Linked DNA regions of Tursiops truncatus: region 1 is linked to region 2. A link is a contact called in public Hi-C data. All regions are on one chromosome and are shown on one strand. Each heading gives the region's core, a stretch centred on a gene start, on an enhancer-like site or on the middle of the called end of the contact. The rest is flanking DNA. Distances are from core to core; before and after follow the strand shown.

The links. Hi-C and Micro-C count contacts between places; a contact is called where the count stands out from the background.
Region 1: a Hi-C map of spleen shows a contact between it and region 2, with 12 times the contacts expected there. The contact joins the promoter of LOC117307680 here to the promoter of SPIRE1 in region 2. A contact is called at or near these places in 2 of 2 Hi-C or Micro-C datasets (blood and spleen).

The regions. Positions count from the first base shown.
Region 1 is chr13:28,182,617-28,187,045 of mTurTru1.mat.Y, reverse strand. It overlaps LOC117307680 (S-adenosylmethionine decarboxylase proenzyme-like), which reads left to right and starts at 2,234. Exons shown (of 2, transcript XM_073790477.1): 1 at 2,234-3,432; 2 at 3,435-4,429. The coding sequence starts at 2,907. The coding sequence ends at 3,703. It also overlaps a transcript of PRELID3A not described here.
Region 2 is chr13:27,914,673-27,919,545 of mTurTru1.mat.Y, reverse strand. SPIRE1 (spire type actin nucleation factor 1) reads right to left here and starts at 2,138. Exons shown (of 17, transcript XM_073790478.1): 1 at 1,573-2,138. The coding sequence starts at 1,870.

The DNA of each region.
Region 1 (4,429 bases), core at 985-3,484, 270 kb before region 2:
TAGGGTATATGCCCAGTAGTGGGATTGCTGGGTCATATGGTAGTTCTATTTTTAGTTTTTTAAGGAAACTCCGTACTGTTCTCCATAGTGACTGTATCAGTTTACATTCCCACCAGCAGTGCAGGAGGGTTCCCTTTTCTCCACACCCTCTCCAGCATTTATTGTTTGTATATTTTTTGATGATGGCCATTCTGACTGATGTGAGGTGATACCTCATTGTGGATTTGTATTTCTCTATGTTTCCATGTCTTGACTATTGTAAATAGCGCTGCTATGAACATAGGGGTGCATGTATCTTTAATTTTAATTTAATTTTTTTTTTTTGGCTGTGCCATGTGGCATGCAGGATCTTAGTTCCCCAACCAGGGATTGAACCTGTGCCCCTGCAATGGAAGTGCTGATTCTTAACCACTGGACCACCAGAGAAGTCCCTGCATGTATCTTTTAGAATTATAGTTTTGAATGAGTATGTGCCCAGGAGTGGAATTGCTGGATCATATGGCAACTCTATTTTTAGTTTTTTTGAGGAACCTCCCTACTGTTTTCCATAGTGGCTGCACCAATTTACGTTACCACCAGCAGTGTAAGAGAGTCCCCTTTTCTCCCCACCCTCTCCAGCATTTATTGTTTGTAGACCTTTTCTCTTTTTTTAAATAAATTTATTTTTATTTTTTGGCTGTGTCTTTGTTGCTGCGCGCGGGCTTTCTCTAGTTGTGGCGAGCAGGGGCTACTTTTTGTTGCGGTGTGCGGGCTTCTCATTGTGGTGGCTTCTCTTGTTGCGGAGCACGGGCTCTAGGCACGCGGGCTTCAGTAGTTGTGGCACACGGACTCACTAGTTGTGGCTTGCGGGCTCTAGAGTGCAGGCTCAGTAGTTGTGGTTCACGGGCTTAGTTGCTCTGTGGCATGTGGGATCTTCCCAGACCAGGGCTCGAACCTGTGTCCCCTGCACTGGCAGGTGGATTCTTAACCACTGAGCCACCAGGGAAGCCCTGTTTGTAGACTTTTTAATGATGGCCATTCTGACTGGTGTGAGATGGTACCTCATTATGGTTTTGATTTGCATTTCTCTAATGATTAGTGATGTTGAGCATCTTTTCATGTGCCTATTGGCCATCTGTATGTCTTCTTTGCAGAAATGTCTATTTACGTCTTCTGCCCTTTTATCGATTGAGTTGTTTGTTTTTTATTGTTGTTGAATTGTATGAGCTGTTTGTATGTTTTGGAAATCAATCCTTTGTCGGTTGCATCGTTTGCAAATATTTTCTCCCATTTTGTAGGTTGTCTTTTCATTTTGTTTATGTTTTCCTTTGCTGTGCAGAAGCTTGTAAGGTTGATTAGGTCCCATTTGTTTATTTTTGTTTTTATTTCTATTGTCTTGGGAGACTTACCTAAGAAAATATTGGTACAATTTATGTCAGAGAATGTTTTGCCTATGATCTTTTCTAGGAGTTTCATGGTGTTATATCTTATGTTTAAGTCTTTAAGCCGTTTTGAGTTTATTTTTGTGCATGGTGTGAGGGTGTGTTCTAACTTCATTGATTTATATGCAGCTGTCCAAATTTCCCAGCACCACTTGCTGAAGAGACTGTCTTTTTCCCCTTTTTATATTCTTGCCTCCTTTTTTGAATATTAATTGATTGTAGGTGTGTGGGTTTATTTCTGGGCTCTCTATTCTGTTCCATTGATCCATGTATCTGTTTTTGTGCCAGTACCACTCTGTTTCGATTACTGTAGCTTTGTAGTATTTTCTGAAGTCTGGGAGGGTTATGCCTCCCGCTTTGTTCTTTTTCTTCAGGATTGCTTTAGCAATTCTGGGTCTTTTATGGTTCCATATAAATTTTAGGATTATTTGTTCTGTGAAAAACGTCATGGGTGATTTGATAGGGATCACATTAAATCTGTAGATTGACCCCAACATTCATATTTGAAACCCCAACTTCCAATGTGACTGTATTTGGAGATAATGCAGTATCCCTTATGAATATACATGCAAAAGTCCTCAACAAGGGCTTCCCTGGTGGCGCAGTGGTTGAGAGTCTGCCTGCCGGTGCAGGGGACGCGGGTTCGTGCCCCGGTCTGGGAAGATCCCACATGCCGCGGAGCGGCTGGGCCCGTGAGCCATGGCCGCTGAGCCTGCGCGTCCGGAGCCTGTGCTCCGCAACGGGAGAGGCCACAACAGTGAGAGGCCTGCGTACCGCAAAAAAAAAAAAAAATCCTCAACAAAATACTAGCAAACCAAAGCCAACATCATATTTGAAGGATTATACACCATGACCAAGTGGGATTTACCTCAGAATGTCAGGTTGGTTCAACATAATAAAATCAATGTAATACATCACGTTAATAGAATGAATTTTTTAAAATCACATGATCGCTCCCACAGTATGGCCGGCGACATTAGCTAGCGCTCGCTCTACTCTCTCTAACGGGGGAACAGCGGACTACAAGAGACTGAGCTGTATCTGCCTCTGTTTCCTCTGTATCTGCCTCTGTTTCAACTTTTGCTCACACACACACCAAAAAAAGCCGGGAAAATTTTATTAACGCTTTTTTAAAAAAGTTAATATAAAATTATAGCAAAAAAGGAACCTGAACTTTAGTAACACAGCTGGAATAATCCTCAGTGGCGGCGGCAGCAGCAGGAGAAGAGATTTAATTTAGTTGATTTTCTGTGGTTGTTGGTTGTTTGCTAGTCTCACGGTGATGGAAGCTGCACATTTTTTCGAAGGGACTGAGAAGCTGCTGGAGGTTTAGTTCTCCAGGCAGCAACCCAACGCAAACCAAGGATCTGGGGATCTTTGCACCATCCCAAGATCCGAGTGGGACATACTTTTGAAGGATGTGCTGTGTTCAATCATAAGTGTGACAAAAACTGACAAGCAGGAAGCTTATGTACTCAGAGTAGCATGTTTGTCTCCAAGAGACGTTTCATTTTGAAGACATGTGGTACCACCCTCTTGCTGAAAGCACTGGTTCCCCTGTTGAAACTTGCTAGGAATTACAGTGGGTTTGACTCAATTCAAAGCTTCTTTTATTCTCATAAGAATTTCATGAAGCCTTCTCACCAAGGGTACCCACACCGGAATTTCCAGGAAGAAATAGAGTTTCTTAATGCAATTTTCCCAAATGGAGCAACATATTGTATGGGACGCATGAATTCTGATTGTTGGTGCTTTTGTACTTTGGATTTCCCAGAGAGTCGGGTAATCAATCAGCCGGATCAAACCCTGGAAATTCTGTTGAGTGAGCTTGACCCAGCAGTTACGGACCAGTTCTACATGAAAGATGGTGTTACTGCAAAGGATGTCACTCGTGAGAGTGGAATTCGTGACCTGATACCAGGTTCTGTCATTGATGCCACACTGTTCAATCCTTGTGGGTATTCAGTGAATGGAATGAAATTGGATGGAACTTATTGGACTATTCACATCACTCAGAACCAGAATTTTCTTATGTTAGCTTTGAAACAAACTTAAGTCAGACCTCCTATGATGACCAGATCAGGAAAGTTGTGGAAGTCTTCAAGCCAGGAAAATTTGTGACTACCCTGTTTGTAAATCAGAGTTCTAAATGTCTCACAGTGCTTTCTCCGCCCCAGAGTATTGAAGGTTTTAAACGTCTTGATTGCCAGAGCGCTATGTTCAGTGATTACAATTTTGTTTTTACCAGTTTTGCTGAGAAGCAGCAACAACAGCAGAGTTGATTAAGAAAAATGAAGAAAAAACGCAAAAAGAGAACACACATAGAAGAAGGTGGTGGCTGCTTTTTAGATATTGATACCAAGGGCCATGCTTTCCATAACCACCACCTTGTAGTTGCAGAAAGCCCTAGATGTAATGGTAGTGTAATCATTTTGAATTGCATGCATTATTATATCAAGGAGTTAGATATCTTGCATGAATGCTCTCTTCTGTGTTTAGGTATCCTATGCCACTCTTGCTGTGAAATTGAAGTGCATGTAGAAAAAACCTTTTACTATATGAAACTTTACAACACTTGTGAAAACAACTCAGTTTGGTTTATGCACAGTGTAGTATTTCTCCAGGTATCATCCAAAATTCCCCACAGACAAGGCTTTCGTCCTCATTAGGTGTTGGCCTCAGCCTAGCCATCTGGGACTGTTCTATTAAATTGCTACCAGGATTTTGCATCCAGTTACCTCCACTTTCTAGAACATATTCTCTACTAATGTTATTGAAACCAGTTTCTACTTCATACAGGTGTTCTTGCAGCACCAATCAAAGTTCTTCTTCCACGAGTCGAGTCCTCTACGAAAATGACTGCAGTTATCCATTTTGTGTATTACTATCTCACTGCTTCCTATACTTGTGTGACTTTAATTGATTCATTCCTCACCATGGTATCTCCCTCCCAACCACACCCCCTCCATAAAGCAATACACTGTTACACTGTGGGTTTACACTAACCT
Region 2 (4,873 bases), core at 889-3,388:
AAATACCACCAGAATCCATTAGTCTTTGACAACTAAACTACTAGTAGGTCCACAAACATAACTTGAACTCTGGGATTAAGTTCAAGGACAATGTAAATCCAGTTTGTTCCTTCTGGAAATCACCACTACCAATGCTACTTCTAAAAGGAGGTTGCATATAACCATTTTTCCCCTTGAAACACTGGATCTCAAGGCATGACTTTGCTGTATTTTATGAAAGTATCTTTTCATATCATATTAATACACTGTAAATAAATTATAATTGCAAGTATTTCCCACTAATATTGTCCAAGTTTAAAAGCAATAGACACATCAAATGAACTAAAAGACCTGTTTGAAATAATTTCAAAAGAATCGTAAAAAGACTGGCTTTAAATAAATTAAAATTCTAAAAGTCTGTTTACCTGACACCGAAAATAAATAATAAATGTTCTGTTGGAACTGAAAGAATTGATAACATACTCTTGACTGTTCTCTATTTTAATCAATTTAATAAGTCACTTTACTAATTCTGAAGTACATCTTTCACCTTAAGCATTTTGACACTTTCACCAACTTTTTAAGTAAGGGTGGATTTTCTTTTTTTAATGCTTTTAATAGATCTGTCTCTCAAAATGATGAATTAGATAAAAACTGATTGGAGAAACCTATTATCAATCTTCTCTTCATCATCAATAGATATCTGGGTAAGCCGTAGCTATATGTTGATGGGAAGGTGATAATCTTGAAGAATTTACATTAGATAATGACCTAAGTAAAATCCATTTATCTGACATCCTGTCAACTTTTTACTTTACAAGCTTGTTTTTCGTCACAACAAATATTAATGTACAGGGAAATCGTACTGTTTATCTTTATGTTAATTCAGCCTCTTCATTTCTCCCAAAATAGCAGCATTCTCCTCAGGGCTCAGATTTTTTTACATTCCCAACCGAGGGAATATCGTTGCCAGTCTTTGAAAAGTACCATCGGCTGACAGCTCCTTGCGAAAGCGCAGCCCTCCTACCAGCGCATCACACCCCCCCCCCGTCCCCGACCAGGTCTTGGCGAACGCCTGCAGCGCCGAACACATCCCACCCGGGCTCGGCCGCGAGCAGCACGAGCGCGCAGAGCCGGCCTCCCGCGTCCGGGGACCGACCCCACTCCCCTTCTCCGGAGCCTCGGTGCCCCGACAGGCCGCGCACTGACACTCGGACCCCCGCCCCACTCCCGGCGCAGCCGCCCGCCCACGCTCCTGCCCATGCTCAGACCTAAGCGGGCCGCGCTCGGCCGCAGGCCCTGCCCGCTTCCCTGGCCTCCCGTGAGGGGTGGGGGGCCGCAGGGCGGAAGAGCCCGGGGCCTTGGCGAGGGTCCTCCAGTAGGAGACTGGACGGAGAGGGAGCGGCGCTGGGGCGGAAGGGCCGGGGCCTGGGGGGCCAGGTCCTCCTGGAGCCGGGGTGGGGGTCCTCCGTGGGCCGTGGGAGATGGGGGCCATGGGGCGGAAGGGCACGGGGCTAGGGGTCGCGGGGGTTGGGGGAAGGGCCCGCGGCGGGGTCCTTCTGTGGGAGAAGGGGGTCTCGGGGGGCGGCTCACCCGCGGCGGCGTCCGGCTCTCCCGCGTCGCCGGCGGCGGGCGCCAGGGTGACGGCGCCGTCCCTCCACACGCGGATCTGCGCGGCCGAGCGCACCCGGCGGCGGGGCTGGCGGCGGCCGGCGTCCGCGGCGCGCAGGGAGCCGCAGCACTGGTAGCACACAGCCCACGCCTGCTCCTCGTTGATGGGCTGATTGTAGAGCCGCAGGATTTCCTCCAGGCTCAGCGCGTGCTGCGGGCCCGCGGCCGCCCCGGGGTCCGGAGGCCCCTCGCCGCCCTCCGGGCCGGCCGGCTGAGCCATCCCGTGGGTCGCGCCGCGCTCCGGGCGCCGCGTCTCCTCAGCTGCCGAGCATATTCTCCGCGCACCGCCGCCGCCGCCTCATCCCCGGAACCCCGCCCAGCGGGCCGCGCGCGCCGCCGCGGGGACGGGGGTGGACGGGGCGGAGACCAGGCCGGGTACGGGCTTTAGGCCGGGCCGGAGAACCGGACAGGGGAGGGTCAGGAACGAGGCGCGATGCTGCGTACCCTACAAGACCGCAGCTAGCCGGTAGCAGCGCAATGGCGTCCGCGGACCCGCCCTCCGAGCCCCGCCCCAGGGGCGCGCCCCGCCCAGAACCCCGCCCCCACTTAGAACCCCGCCTCCATGGTCTGCCTGGGTCCTCCCCGCCCTCTGAGTCCCGCCTCTGTCCCGGGTTCTCCTGGCACACCGAGCCCCGCCCCCGGGTTGGCCCCGCCCCCGGGGGGGTCCGCCCCACCCCGCCCCGCACGTGCACCCACACCCGCGCGAACACCCGCGCCCAGGTCCAGTCTCCGCGCACTGGCCGACTTCGTAGTCCCCTGGCCTCGCCCCCCGCGTCCCCGTGCCCTGCCCTGCTCCGTCGAATACTGTCGCCATCAACGCACCGGACCGTTCGCTTGGATAACTTCCCTCTCCACTCCCAACTCCATCCTAAGCCCCATGAGGACAGGGTCTTTTCGGGTTTTGCTCACTGGCTTCTCCCAAGCGCACAGATCAGGGCCTGGGGTACAAGCTTGTTGCAAACAATCTGCAGACGTTCCCTCGGATTCGCTTGTGACGTTTGTACAACTCTTCACCAAGATGATGTTCCCAGTGACCACACGCCTCGTAGCCCAGTTAACCCAGTCTATTCATACCTCATAGAACCGATAGGACAGGGGCAAAACTGAACTGGGGCATTCAGCCATAGAATAAAAGAAGTCCTCCTAGGCCTGGGCCTCGCTGAACTCATTAAGTGCACAATAAAACACATAATTCTTAGATAAAAAAATCGCTCATTGGCAAATAAGTTTAACTGGTAACATTCCACTCTGAGACTAGTCCAGTATGAGAACCTTAGAGTTGAAAGCATCAACCAAGTAAGAAATGGATCTATACTAAGTACCAATAAACCTTCTAAGGCAGTTTTATGTGCAGTATTAATATTGCACTCTCAACAACTGCATCTTGCCATAGAAATTACAACGGTCATTGTAATGCCTAAGACACCACAGTACATACAGCAGGAGCGGGGAGAAGAGAGGAAAGCAGAAGGATATAAGAGTAAGAAATTGAAAGACGGGAGGAAAAAGTTTCTCCCTAGGCACCCTATTATAATTTCATTACAAGAGATACAAAAAAACCCTTTAAAGTAACATCACTTAATTATGTGTTCATAATCCAATTTGTGAAAATGCATATGTGTGCCACATACCTGACGAGAAAAGGTCTAATGCCTTATATGATATAGATAGAATAGATAGATATAGATATACAAAACCTCTTGATTAAAAACATAGAAACAATTACTAAATTTTTCTAGTTTGCTTAGGCCCTGTGTGAATTTTGAAAATACAAACGGCTTTAAAATACTGACTTTTTTTGGCATCTTAGTGCCCCGACCAGGGATAGAACCCGAGCCCCCTGCAGTGGAAGAACGGAGTCTTAACCACAGGACCGCCAGAGAAGTCCTTAAAATACTAGTTTGAACAATGTAGTAAAACAGCGGGTCTACTTTTATAGACAATAGCACCATCTTCTGGCCTTATGGGATATTGCTGCAGTGTTGCGCTTGGACAACAACAGCCAAAAATCACTAACATTTTTGTCCTTTCCTCACCCCTCAAAAGACAAGCAAATGATTTAATCAGCTGAGCAATCCATGAGCCAGACACCTGCTACCCCTGGCACAGGGCAGCAAGTAAATCTCAAGTAAAGATAACGATGACAGGAAGAAGGAAGGGAGTGGAAGTGAGGAAAAGAAGCCCAAATTTTATCTCAAATGTTATCTTTAAAACCAATTCACAACAGAAGGATGTTTTTCCCTTCGTAAGTGATAATTTTTTTAAATATGAATACATTTTAGTAAGAAAAATACTTTGGTACTGACTCACAGGAATATACAATATTACATACAACAAAACGGCTTTTGTTTTGTTTTTGCCAAACACAAATTCATGACTAATATACTGTGTTTAAAGTAAACTTCTTGCCTTTGTGAGCTTATATGGAATTAAGTTGAGGCAATATGACAAGTTAAATGTTTGATCCCTCTGTATACAGTAAAAATAAAAGGTAAATCCTTAAAAAATCCTAGCTATCTTCTATTATATTGATAAATCTAGTCAATGTATACCCTGAACCCTTGATGCTTTTTTATACAAAGACAGTATAATTGTACTAATATTTATATGATTTTCAGAACCCTTTATAATTTTGATAAGCCTCACTGTCCACCACCACCACCACCCCCAGGACTCTTAGAAAGTGACTGCTGACAGCTCAAAGGCTCTCAGAGGCTGACACGATCTCTGCAGGTCCAAGCAACACTGTGGGATAACCCGGGACCTCCCCATTTTCTCATTTTCAACTCAAAATCGAAGATTCAAATACCTTTATGTACAGTATACTTTGTTCCAATTTCTGTCATTGATTTTGTTTTTGTATCCTGTGGCTTCACCACCCTTAAAAAATTGCTCTGTGTAGTTAAAATATCTGAACAACTCAAATTAACGTTTGAATGCTGTCTTCAAAGTGCCGTGAGGTCTGTGAAAAGTCTGAATATGACTTTAGTTTTCGTTGATTTTATTGTTGTATTTATTTAAAAAACAGAACCCTTGAAATGTTGTCTTATATTTAATTATCATTTTTGCAGAATAAATGTACTTCATGCTTCACACTCTTGATGTGCCAGCTGAGCTGCTCCGAGTCTTTCGGGGAGCACACTGCCTGTGCAGCCCAAGCTTATCCCAGACACTCCCAGACAATTGCTCCTAAGAGGCACATTCACCTAGAAAAGTGCACCAA